Regions from separate parts of the Drosophila melanogaster genome. Here region 1 is linked to region 2. The links are chromatin contacts, called in public Hi-C maps. All regions are on one chromosome and are shown on one strand. Each heading gives the region's core, a stretch centred on a gene start, on an enhancer-like site or on the middle of the called end of the contact. The rest is flanking DNA. Distances are from core to core; before and after follow the strand shown.

Region 1 (6,776 bases), core at 4,094-6,593, 3.0 Mb before region 2:
AAAACACATATATATTTATAGTGTCAACCTACATGCGAACATTCATACATATATGGATGAATGATGTCTCTGGCATCCAAAGACTCGAGCAATACCAATCTTGGCTAGATAACAAGCCCAGCCGGTGACAATGGCAATTTCGAGGCCAAACATCTATGATATCAAAAGTTTTCTGACGACTTGCGATTACAATTTCGTGTGTAAACAAACACAACACAGTCTTCTCGTATTTTCATAGAATCATTCGAAAAGTGTTCAAAGGAAAACAAACAAATTGAGTTTGAAATTTGAAGAACAAAATATGGATTTATTCGAGAGCTATCTAGCGTAAAAAAAATGCTTCAAAATGCGCCAAGATTAATGAATATTTTCAGAGTATAAAACCCATTTGCTAGGCAATTTTTTTACCAAATTAGGTGTGATATTTTAGCCTTTTGCACATTAAATTACTTCGAAATTAACGCGTCGGCGTAGTGTTGTTTTTCTAAAAACCCTTTTCAAATATATGGTTCTAAAAATAAATTCATATAAATTTGATACGCAAAAGCAATTTGCACAGATTAAATACATGTGGGAAAATTATCGGTTCTTATCAAAAACGAAAAATAAATATTGAGTTCAAAACACAAATCCGAGCTTTTTCAAATCGTTTTCATTTTTTATATCAAAATTCAACGTCATTGGTTCGCATTTATTATTAAATACAAGCGAAGGAAAAAAAAGAGTCGATTAGTTATTGTGTTATCTACAAAAATTTTGTATTTTTGGGATTTTATAGATTTCGACTTTAAAATGTCCGCTCAGTTGTAAGCACTATATGCAAAGCAAATTTCAAATCCAGATTTTAAAAAGCGGATTCTCTTTGAAGTTTCAAAAGGGTTTTTTTACTAACAGACATTTTTGAACAATTTCTCCACTGGCTTAAGTAACGATAAGAATAAGATTATCTCTATACACAAACATATGTTCATTGGCAATATTTAAAAATATTTACGCCAATCTGGCTAATTAATTTTCCAATGAAATAAATATTGTTAAAATGCCGTAAAATGAGTTAGAAAAGTGAAAACAAAAGAAGGGATGGATCGAATTGGTTTCATGGAAATCTTGGGGTTGCAAAACGCAATTCCCATTTCAGTGGAATGATAGCTTTTGGAAAATTCCCTCAATAAATGACAACTTGCGTAGATAAATGCTCGTCTTTCCATGACAAATAGGATTGCGATTCCGAGAACTGCTGTTCCTTGGAATTAAATATTCTGAGTAAAGATTATACTGTTGTTTCAAAAATAAACCATACTTACATATACGTTGTGCAACAGTAACGATTTTACATCGGGTATTTTGGATCCACGTGATCCATGTGAACTCTCCCAAATGATCCTTACCCAGAAAAAAAATGTATTCCTAAGAATTGCGAGTGCCGTTTGACTGAAAATATAAAGAATTCAATGGATACTTTTGCTACCTTGCTAATCACTATATGTTTTTATTATTGTTTTTTTTTTTTTTTTGCTTGGTTTATCACATTAATATTTACCAAGAAAAATATAAATTTCGGTATAATATATACAATTATTGACCGCAGTTCAACTATTAAACCCAGCTTCGCTTGAATTATTAATCAGTATGTTTTGTTAATTTCATTGATATTATTTAATTGGAAAAAAGTTTCTTATCACAAATTACATAAACATTTTTTTTGTGAACCTAAACACAGATAGCAAAACAATGCTGTTCTCCGCCAACAGATGGCGCCCACGCGCACTTACATATTTGAAAAATTTGTTATGTGAGTACAGGGTAGCTGGTAGTCGAGACACTCTTCAATTGTCTAGTTTAGTAAGATGCATATCTTCATTACCATACATTAGCTAATATGATTATACCTCGACTCGTTCAGGGATCCTGGCCTCATCAAGGTGGAGTCCAACTCGGCGATGATCGATCACTGGAGCATGAGTGCCGTCCATCACTTCCTCATCCGCAGCAGCAATAGCCAGGGTCTGTCTGTGAACGCCACTCCGATGACGATCGGCCCCATTAGCAATCGGGACTTCAAGGTGCGCGAGCCCAGGAACATACGCAGCGTCTATCATCCGACCAACAAGAGCTACACGCTCAGCTGGGATCCGCCGAGCGATCAGCGGGAACTGCAGAACTACACCGTTTTCTGGTGCGTGCCCAAGCCGGGCCTGCAGTCGGAATGCGAGGGTTCGATACGCTTCGCGGAGGTCGCAAGCGGTCTGCATCACTTCACCACGTCACCGGACCAACTGCTCACGCTGCACATGGCCGTGTCGGCCAACTACCAATCGCATAATACGGGCCTACACTGGGCGATCTGCAGTAGCGACAAGAAGGACGATTTGGCCAAGATGGAGCCGTCGATCGATGTGGCCACCAGCACCTCACTGACGGTCAGTTGGTCGGAGCGCGTCTGCGCAGTGATCCTGGCCGGCTATAATCTGACCTACTGCCAGCGCTCGGCCGGCCGTCCGGACAATTGCACGACGGTGACCATCGATCGCTATACGAACAAGCACGTCATCCAGAATCTGGTGCCCTACACGGACTACAGTGTCAAGATGCTGATGTATTCGGACTCGCGGGTCAGCAAGTACAGCGACGAGCTGGTCAACCGCACCGGAGAGGCGGCGCCTAGCCAGCCGCGGGAGTTGCAGCTAATCCGCGTGACCAGCGACAGCGTGGAGCTCGCCTGGAAGCCACCGCTGCTGGCCAACGGCGTGGTGCGCGCCTACGAGGGCACCTTCCGCTCGCTACATGACAACGTGACCGATACATTCCGCGTAAGCGCCTCCGCCGACGAGCTGGTGAACAACGAGAAGCCCATCACCTACCGGCTGGGCAATCTCACCGCATTCACCAAGTACGAGATTAGCGTGCGTGCGCGGACCGTCTATCCATCGGAGCCCAGCAATGTGATCCTCTTCAGCACGGCCATCGGAGGTAAGTGCTATCGATGGTTTCGCTAGCATTGAAGCCAGTGTAAATAGGCAATGTATACTTATCCGTGTAATCCTTTGCGCAGTTCCCTCGCCGCCACAACTGTACGTGATCAACAATCCGGATCAGAGCTCACGTCTCGACTGGGAACCGCCAAGGACGCCGGCCGGACGCATTGATTTCTACGAGATCTCGCTGCGCGACAACAACGCCAGCTGCCTGACAAGCACCATTCTGCCGGGCAGGAACCTATCCTATGTGATGGCCACGCCGCGCTGCACCAGCCACAATCCCTTCCAGCTAGCGGTGCGTGCCATCAACGTGGAGCAGCATCCGCAGTTGAACGGAGCGGATGCAGCGGAAGGTGCCGTTTTGCTTATGTCGACCAACGGCAAGGGATGCGAGGCACGCACCGATGCGCTCGGCGAAGAGGAGCGGCTGCAGTTCGAGGCCTACGCTGCCAACATGACCGCCTACCGGCTCTACAGATCCGATTGGGGCATCTACGGATTCATCTGTACACCGGACACGCACAGCGTGAAGGCCATGTACCAGACCATTGAGGTGACCGTGGCGATTCTCGTGCTGGGCGTCATCTTCTACCTCGTGTACAAGAAATACCGCAAGATGTCCGATATCGGTCTAGTGCTGCCGCAGGGAATCATGGAGACCATGAAGAAGCCCATAGACATGGGTGGCCTGGGATTGGGCCTGGGTCCAGACTCGTCCGTCAGCGGAGGCATCGTGTGCACACGGGTGGACGACTCGCCGCCATACACGCCGCAGGATCTGCCGCACGACTTCAGTAGCTGCGGCAGTGAGAGCTCGAAACTGCTGCTGCGCACAGCGTCCTCCTCTGGTGGCGGCGGCTGCGTGGATCGCGATGGATACGATGACAATCACGAGACAGGGCCAATTAGCGCAGTTGGTCCGCCCACCAGCTACCTGGCCATGCGGCATGGCCTTCTCGTCCAGAACGACAGGGAGCGCGAGAGGGAGAGGGATCGTGAGCAGGAGAGGGAGCGGGAGCAGCAGCAACAGCAGCGCGAGAGCGAAATGGATCGGGAGCAGAGTTGCACCAATGGTTACATCAAGCCCACACAGATGAAGAGCTGGGGCGGCAACGGTCCCTCGGATAATGATCACACGTTCTCAGTTCCTTCGACTGCAATGACCGCTCCGATGTCCCAGCCGCTGTCCCAGATTCCGCTCAGCGGCTACGTGCCCGTTCCCATTCCACAATCTCGGTTCAATCCGGCTCCAGTTCAACCGTTTGGGTCGCCAGCAGTACCTTCCGCCGCCACCGCAGCCGCTGCGTCGACCTTTTTCCCACCGGCCCACTTGCTCAACATGGACAACTACGTGCAGGCCTCGGATCTGCACAAGCTGAAGCCGCTCGTCGCAGCTCCGTTGTCGCAAACCGGAGGACCAGCCTTTGCGGGATCTTCGCCAGCAACTTCGCCACCGCTACAGCTACCGCCGGTTCACGCCGCAAGTCCAGCTGCCGCCACGCCCAAAATGGCTGACATCGGCTATACCACCATGGAGCAGTTGCAGCTCACTGGGCTGATAAAGCCACCTCTGGCCGCCACCGTGGGATCGCCGACGCACGCCGCTGGTGGGGCGCCGGGAGGCGGCAACCAGCACTCTCGCCTCCAGCCGCAAATCAATGGCTACGTAACGCCGCAGGATCTGAACGCCATGGCCCACAATCGGCACGTCCTCTAAGATACCGGAGCGCTCATCATTTATGCACGGGTGTGCATCATTTTATCGTTTCCTCGCGTTCGCATCGATAATTCATCAACTCATCTTCAGCCGCATATCCTTCCAACGCCATGATCTGGTCACCGGATCGCCCCAGCAACCAAAATCCAGGACGAGGAACCCAGAACCCAGAACCTGTAAACTAGAATCTGGAATCTGGAAACTAGAAACCACTGTCGGGCAGCTGTTTATAGTAATTAGTGAAAACTCCTCGGACGAATGTAGTTTTACGTTTGTAATTTATTTTGTATTCTTTGCGATGCGTGTGAGGCAGAAAGTATTTGTAACGCAATAGTATTTTTTTATATATATTCGTACTGTACACTTACTTACCCACTTAACCATCCACGCGTCGAGCGGATCGAGCTTATACTATTAATACCCTATTTACACAATACGCACATCGCTGTATTTCAATATAAAGCTAATTTTAAATAAGATTTCAAATTGGCTTTTTGATTCTCTCGCGAGCTTTGGCGATAAGTTAGCTATACATACATACATACATATACTTGTTCATATATACATATATGGACGTATATGCGCGCCTGGCTGTCCCTATCGATATGCTCCATCCAAGCTGGCGTTTGGGTCTCGCGATTGAGCTCAGTCGCACAGATCGCTCTCGAGCAGTCGGATCCCACGAGCTGGAGGTACGCTTGCCTCCACACTGGACACCACCACGGATTCAAGATCGTAAAGTCTTGCGGTCTTATCAGCATGCCCATGCATTTTGCACTCAACTCATTTGCTTTCTCCTCGTCGAGTGGATGTTTGAAATATGTACATACATAGTTCCGTAATCGGGCTGTATCCAATTTCTAATTCCAGCGCCTAGCTTTAGAAGCATCGGAAGTTGCGATTAGGAGTCACTGCGGAGAAAGGAGCACCCATGGGCTGGAGGACGCGTATAAGCCGCCTGCTTTCGCTGACATTGCTGGCGACGCTCATGGCCCGTGCGCTGGCGGAGAATGCGTTGCATATGCCGCAGGCGAACTGCGAGATGCAGTCCCTCGGCGGACCTAGCTGGCGTTCCGGCACCATCGGCAAGGTGTCCTGCAAATGTGACGGTGGTGAGGGTAGGAAGATGTCTGTGCGAAGGCAGGGCACAATAGAATCAACGGACTCGTACAACGGCACCGTGGTGCACGTGGATGCAAATCCAGCCAACGAGTGGGAACGAAGGTATGAGTGCCTTCTGGATGGCGTCATCCAGAGTCATGTGTGCGTCCGAGTCTATGCCCTGCTGAATTTGAAGGATTTCGTATGCCGCGACGTGGTCTATTACTTGAGGTGCACCTTCAGCCGCATGGAGAACGGCAATTTCGAGAACAAAACCCACTACCAGCTGGCCATGGGCAGGGCCAAGCCAATCGACTGCAGGAAGTCGGAGGACGAACGCAGCAGGGGCAAAGTGGAGTGCTCCGTGCCCATTGATCCGAACAGCCGTGCACCGGAATGGAGGGATTTCAGGCTGATCATGAGCGACGACTTGGGCAACCAGAGCAAGGTGCTGAGGCTAACGCAAGCCGAAATGGAGGTGCTGGAATGGCCACGCGGCAAGCACAACATGATACAAACGCCCAACCAGACTTGTCTGGAGTGGAACGGACCCTTCATTTACCCGAATCGAACGTTTGAACTGAACGTGCAGTTCCGCCACTCCAAGCTGCCCAACTTGTCGAGGAATCTCACCGTTTCGCAGATGCGAGCTGTCAGTGTTTTCGACCAGGTCTGCTTTGGAAATCCACCGGAGGGCAATCAGTTGTTCTATGTTAGCCTAAGCCGTCGTCTCCATGGATCCCCCTGGTCGGAAAGGTACCCCGAGTTCGAACTCACCACGAATGCATCCTTGCCCGCCCGTCCGCCACGGTTCCTGGCCAATGGCTTCTCCCACGACCGTGCTAAAAGGGAGCTCAAAGTCTACTGGTTGCCGCTGGACGAGCTGGAGTTCAATGGAGCCGAGCAGACATACGTGGCGAGCACTAGGTACGGGTAAGCACTACATGCACTAGATTACCATGAGATTACCATCGAGACCT
Region 2 (6,306 bases), core at 877-3,376:
GGAGACCGCTTGGGCCAGTGGCTGAGATGCCTCTGCCAGCTGGTCATGTCGCTCAGTTTTAGGGTGCCGAAAGTGTCGTTTAAGTACATCTTAAGGCCACACGCATGACTGGCCAGCTCGTTGACCTGCGCCCAATTGTCATCCGAGGCCCCCACATACAGGGCATAGTCGCATCGAGCTCCCGCTTTGGCCAGCTCCTGGAACTGGGTGAACGTCTCTCTGTCCACGATCGAGGGATTTGTATTGGGCATGGCGCACACGAGGGTCACGCCGCCAGCCAGAGCGGCTGCTGTTCCACTGGCAAAGTCCTCCTTGTGCGTGGCTCCCGGCTCCCGCAAATGCACATGCACATCGATGAAGCCCGGCAGCTTCACAATTCTACGCGAGGTCATACAATCCGTGTGCGTCTTCATTGGCGGCTTGCCACCGTTCATTCGCATTGATTCTACCAGAAGCTTGGTGCACTTCACATCGGTCACCAGCGGAATGGAGTAGTCCACGGCCAGGCGACGGGTGCGGTAGCCATGGGTCATGAACGAGGAGACCCTGGAATAGTATCAGGAAATCACATTTACTTGGAGATACATATGTACATATAATCAAAAGGCACTGCCTTAAAACTAACAACTATTAATTCTTCAACTAATTGCTCTAATTTTAAAAATAAGAGAATAGCTTGCGTAAAAACACACGGATAAACTGACATACGGACATGACAAGATATACTTTTTAGGTTTGGAACTGTCTTCAATTTTATAAAAAACACTAAAAATATATCGTTCGGATATCAGTTTTACTCCACACAAACGAAAATTCTTTGCACTCAGTTATAAGTACTTTGCACTCCAATTGGACTTTAAAGAAAATATAAATAACATTTAAGATGTCTGAGCCAGATAAGAAATGGAATTAAGACAAGCCCTTTTTATAACTTAATAACTTAAATTATATGCCAAATTGTTGTGCAAACTGTGTTCAAGGCCCAAAAATTCCAGTGACTAACATTTGTTTGAATATTGAATCATTAAGTCGTTAATACCCCTGAAAACAGAACTTTTATCAAAGTAGGTTAGCTATATAAATATGCATATCCGCTACAAGAAATATGTTATATATGTTTTATAGGTAAACACAATTAGAAAACAAATACTATTCGCACTTGCAGACTTCTTCCTGAAGTTCCATGGATCACCAACTTAGTGGCATATATATTTGGGGGCCATTAAAAAGAGTCACCATCGAATCGTACTCACCGCCTGGCACCCCCGCCGCTCATCGGGAGGTTGATGACCAGGTCGAACTGCTTGTTGGCCAGGAACTCGGCCAGGTGTCTCAGCTCACCGTTGATGTCATCGGGAGTCGTCTTGTCGAATGTCCACTGCACGGATTCCACCTGCAAGGGCAAAAGCACACATATATACAATATTTACTCGTACATAGACATAGATCATATACAATGGTATATATATATATATATATATATAGAGAATGCGACCGACCGATCATCACCAAGGCCACATGTCATCGTCATCCGCGCCACCAACTCTACTTCCAATCAATTGTTTGCCCAGAGTACACCATATAGATACCATTATTTATGGATCTTTCATGTCTACATCGAAGACAATAGAGCAACAGGCCATGGCAATGGCACAGTGGTGCAGATATGTACGATCTTACACAATAATTCCAAATAAATCGAACTTTGAACATTTGATATGTGAATAGTGGTAATAAGATATATTCAATCGAACTAAGAGTGCAATCAGAAGAAAATCTTAAGTTACTATTTTAAGATAAGAATTCAATAGATCAATTTTTATATTATATTTCCTTTGAAGACCATCTATTTTAGACGCCTCCTTGAGTTTTTTGTCTGTTTGTGCGGCACAGTGAAGTGGAAATCAATTCCGTTTTCATGGAAGCACCAGGAACTGGCTGATAATGGATAATTGGGCCGAAGGAGGTGGTGGCCGGAAGAGTCGTTCAGCTCTTATCTTTCCGATTGCCATTACTAGATCGCAGATCGCAGGTAATTGGTAATTGGTGATTGGTGAACTCCGATCGCAGATTGTACACTTTATCAGCCGGAATTCAGTCACAAATCAGCGATCGTCCGTTGAGTATGGGCTGCTCCTGGTCGCGATCCGAGCAGGTGGATTCCAGTGCCACGCCCAATGCCCTGCAGGCGGGCATTCCCGCCCAGCGCCAACAGAGGAGGCGGCGCCAAGAGGAGAAGCATCTCCGCCAGCTGCAGAAGCTCCAAAAGCGTAACGCGCGTAAACGTCGCCGAAAGAAGGGCGCAGGATCTGGATCTGCCAGCGCCGGAGGATCTTTCCTCGGTCGTGGTGGATCGATTCACAGACGACACATCAACGGAAAAAGCCATCCTGATCTCGCCCTGCAACTGCGTCTACTGGGCGGCAGCAATGGAAGCACGGCCACCGAATGTGTCAGTGCCCTGTATGCCAGAACATTGGAGCAGCAGCGCGAGGAGTTCCAGCGGACCGTGGAGCAGAGGACCCTACACCAATTGGACCGCGAACTGCACACCTTCCTGCTGAACCAATTGCTTCTGGGTATCCAGTTCTTTGGGCACTTCGAGGCCGAGATGGCCGTGGTCGATGCCCAAATCGTGGCCAGGCGACGCAACTGCTCCGCCGAAAAGCTGGCCGAGCACAGCTTGCTCCAAAGTAGCGCCATCGATGCAGCTGTCGCCAGGAACCTGCTCTTCAAGCCGCCGTAAGTCTTTTCCTTATCCTCTCTCCATACTTTCTAGATTTTTCTATACTTTTTTGCCTACATTTTATGATCTTCTCTTTTTTCATTTTAAAATTGGTTTTTAATATATGTATTTATAACCGATTTCAGATCTTCGAAGAGTCCACCACAGCTGCTGCAGAAACCCGTGACCTATGTGGTCTTTGAGAACGTTGACGTGGCGCGACCCCACGATGCCAACTACGACACCGTGGCGGCACTGTGCAAGGTGCTCCTGGAGACGGACTACTACCGGACCACGCCCTGCCCCTCGGAGCTAGTCAACTTGATGGAGATGACCAGGTGGATGGGCTATGTTCGCCTCAAGCTGCGCGACCAATTGCCGCATCCGCAGGCGGGCACGCCCACTAGCTCCAGCTTATCTTTGCCGGCCAGCAGCGATGAGGAATGCATCTACGGTGATGTGGGATCCTCCGCATCCAACTCCCCATCCTCGGGCTACAGTTCGGGGGACTACGATTATGTCTACTTGGCCAGGTTGAATACTCCGCGACCGCTGGAGGAGCTGCGATTTGATCGCGATTTCAATTTCCAGAGGAATGTCCTACCTGGGAATTGCATTCGCCGTTTGGCCAATTGTCTGCCTCCTTGGCTAGAGCAAACCGACGACGAGGAGTCATCCTCCGCCGCCTCCAGCAGTGACGAGGACGAGAAGGATGAGGCGAATTCCGATAATCGCAAATATCCACCGGCTGGCTATGAAACGGTGGAGGTGCTTCGCCAGTGTCATGTGGAGCAACTGCAGCAGTGCTACCTCAGTTCGCAGCAGTTCATGTTGTACTTTGGAGAGGTGCTGCGTCATCATTTGGCTAACCAATTGGGCATCAGCCAATCGCAGCTGGCCGCGTGTTCGTATCGCGGCTGTAGTGTATATACCGCTCGCGAGGAGCTGGTGCCCGCCATTCATGTGCCCAATTCCTGGCCGGATTGCGCCTTCGAGTTTTGGCTGAGGGCTCGTCCTCGTTTGACCAACCTCCATACTGCCGAACAATTCCAATGGCCAACGGAGCAGATGAAAAAACGTATTCGATCCATGGGCTTCCATGTTGTACCAGTGGGCTATGCACCAAAGCGTTCGCGAAATCCCTTCAGGGAACTGGAATGGCGCATTGTCTTTCCCCAGGCGGAACAGTTTCTCGAGCGGCACTGCCTGACGCCCATGCAATTGAAGGTGTTCCAACTAATGAAGCTGCTGGTCAAAACCTTTGTGGACGAATCAACCACATCCTGTGACCAATCCCCGGGAGCTTTGCTCGAACAGCTGAGAGCCCATATGTTTTGGCAATGTGAGCAGCACAGCAATGATTGGCCAGAGGAGTTTCTGGGCGAGCGATTGGTTCGATTCATTCGCTCCTTCGACGCCTGTTTGGCCAAGAAACACCTGAGCGACTACTTCATTGAGCGGCGCAATCTATTCGAGCATATCCCAGAGGATACGCTGATGAAGCTGCGCAGCATAATGGCCGGAATTGCGGAACAACCGCTGCTGCATGTCATCCAGGCACTGAGGAATCTTCAGCACGCGCCGGAATTCTACCCGCAACTGGAGTACAAGCGACTGTTGGAGAATCTCTTTAGCCAGGATTACCTGGAGCTGCACGGACGGGGCAAGTTCTCGCGTCCACGTCAGGGATTTCCCGCTCTGCAGAACTGTGAAGAAAACAATGGCGGGCAGCAGGTGGAAACGAAAAAAAAAACCGAAAGGACGGAGATCACCGATGCCAAGGGACTCTTGGGATTGGCTCAGCACCAGGAGCGCTCGAGAGGAAAGCTGCGCAGGAAGACACAGCTCTTAAGGGCCACGACTCAGCAATTTCAAATCTCGGCGACGGAACAAAGACGTTGCTCGCTCGACTCCCTGGATCGCCAATTGCTATTGGCACGCTCCAATCCGGAAAGTTCCAAGAGCCAGGAAGCAGCGAAACCGCAACTGAACAACGGCTTGGAGATCCTGCGAAGGAGCAATCTGATCGAACTTCTGCTGGATCATTCGCTGGCCATGTTGGCTCGTGCCATTCGGTTTGGCAACCGTGGACATGCACAGCTTTATCTGGAGCATGGGCAAAGATTGTGCCGCCTTTATCAGCACCTCGGTTGCTCGCAGCAGGCACAGCACTTCGTCCAGGAACTACAGAACGCAGCCAGCGATATGGAACGCATGTGTGAATCGCATATACCAACGTCATCGGGCGGCAGTCCCTCCACGGTGGTTGAATCTCCGCCAGCGCCAAGGAAATCCATCAAGTTCCAGGAGCATGTCGTGCAGATACACACTCCAGAACCGCTGGCCATGCAGAAGCATATGCCCCATCTGGAAAACCATCAGCTCAATGGGATTCTAAGAGCTCACCACCAAGAGGATGCGAACGCCATTGAACCCCTACAGGAGGAGGAGATCAAGAGCGCGTTGCTTCGGGAAATAGAAAGTCGCATAGAAGAAAAACCCAATGTCCAAAGAGATAGAGAACCAATAGATTCTCCTGAAGTGGATAGCCTTAAGCCGCAAACGGGAATCAAATCAAAATCGGAGGAAACAGCCAAGGAGGAATCATTTCTCTCGCTAAACGGAATCCTTCAAAGGCTCTCCCTCGACACGGATAAGGTGCAAATGCTGGGCAGCAAAACGGAGCAACTGGTCCAAAGAGTAGCCCCATCCGAGGCCAAGCGGGATGAACTCAAGGAGATCCTCAAGCGCAACGCACAGAAGCTCAAGGGCGCATTCAACTAGAGACACTAAAGATAATACTACCATATAGTAGCCAAATTGCTAAATCCCGGCGATTAGTGATATATTGATATATTGATAACAGATAAACCAGTTGTGATAAGGGCGGTTAGAGATAGAGATAGAAATATATATATAGTTATGGGCCATAATTATTGTCCATACCATGTGCGCCATATATATTTTCGTAATTAGTAATCTTGAAATCAACGTAATTTCTCTATGATAATAATGTTATTGAATTTGTAAACCAATGTCATGGAAAATAAATAATGCAATATAAACAACCGTTCAATTTGTAAACCAAGTCAGGGAAAACAAATAGTAGGAAATGAGTATTGAAACTACTCAACTTTGTTGACTCGCATCTCCAATGGATTTTGATTAAAGTTGCATGATATACAATAAGCACACAGACATAAATATACTCACATTAACTCCGTGTTCGGCATAAAAGTCGCCAGTGCCCATGGAAGCGTATAGCTTGTAACCCATCTTGGCCAGATCCCGTATGGAAGGCAGCAGCTCCATCTTGTGCTGCAGATGAATGGAGTTATTAATGGAGTAACTAATATCAATAATCAATGGAGTGGCCAACAAACCTTGAAACTGCCAATGGAGAGAAGTACGGCGTTCTTGGGTATCTGGAAGCCCGTGGACATCATGGCCTTGAGATACGCCTCATAGCGGTTGTCCCCGAAGCAGGCAACCTCACCGGTGGAGGCCATCTCGACGCCCAGCTGTACATCCGCGCCCGCGAGCCGCGAGAAACTGAACTGTGGCACCTTGACGCCCACCTT

Evidence for each region. A called contact is a pair of places that touch in the nucleus more often than the background predicts.
Region 1: a contact with region 2 is called in a Hi-C map of the Kc167 cell line, with 1.5 times the contacts expected there. The contact joins the promoter of et here to the promoter of CG15865 in region 2. A contact is called at or near these places in 2 of 107 Hi-C or Micro-C datasets (the Kc167 cell line and larval central nervous system).

What each region holds. Positions count from the first base shown.
Region 1 is chrX:19,674,458-19,681,233 of dm6, reverse strand. et (eye transformer) reads left to right here and starts at 5,343. Exons shown (of 3, transcript NM_134499.2): 1 at 5,343-5,430; 2 at 5,566-6,723. The coding sequence starts at 5,627. dome (domeless) reads left to right here. Exons shown (of 3, transcript NM_078688.3): 2 at 1,904-2,970; 3 at 3,053-5,173. The coding sequence ends at 4,695.
Region 2 is chrX:16,660,275-16,666,580 of dm6, reverse strand. CG15865 reads left to right here and starts at 2,126. Exons shown (of 2, transcript NM_132915.2): 1 at 2,126-2,742; 2 at 2,872-5,683. The coding sequence starts at 2,126. The coding sequence ends at 5,509. It overlaps r (rudimentary), which reads right to left. Exons shown (of 8, transcript NM_078653.2): 3 at 6,109-6,306; 4 at 5,939-6,043; 5 at 1,254-1,393; 6 at 1-546.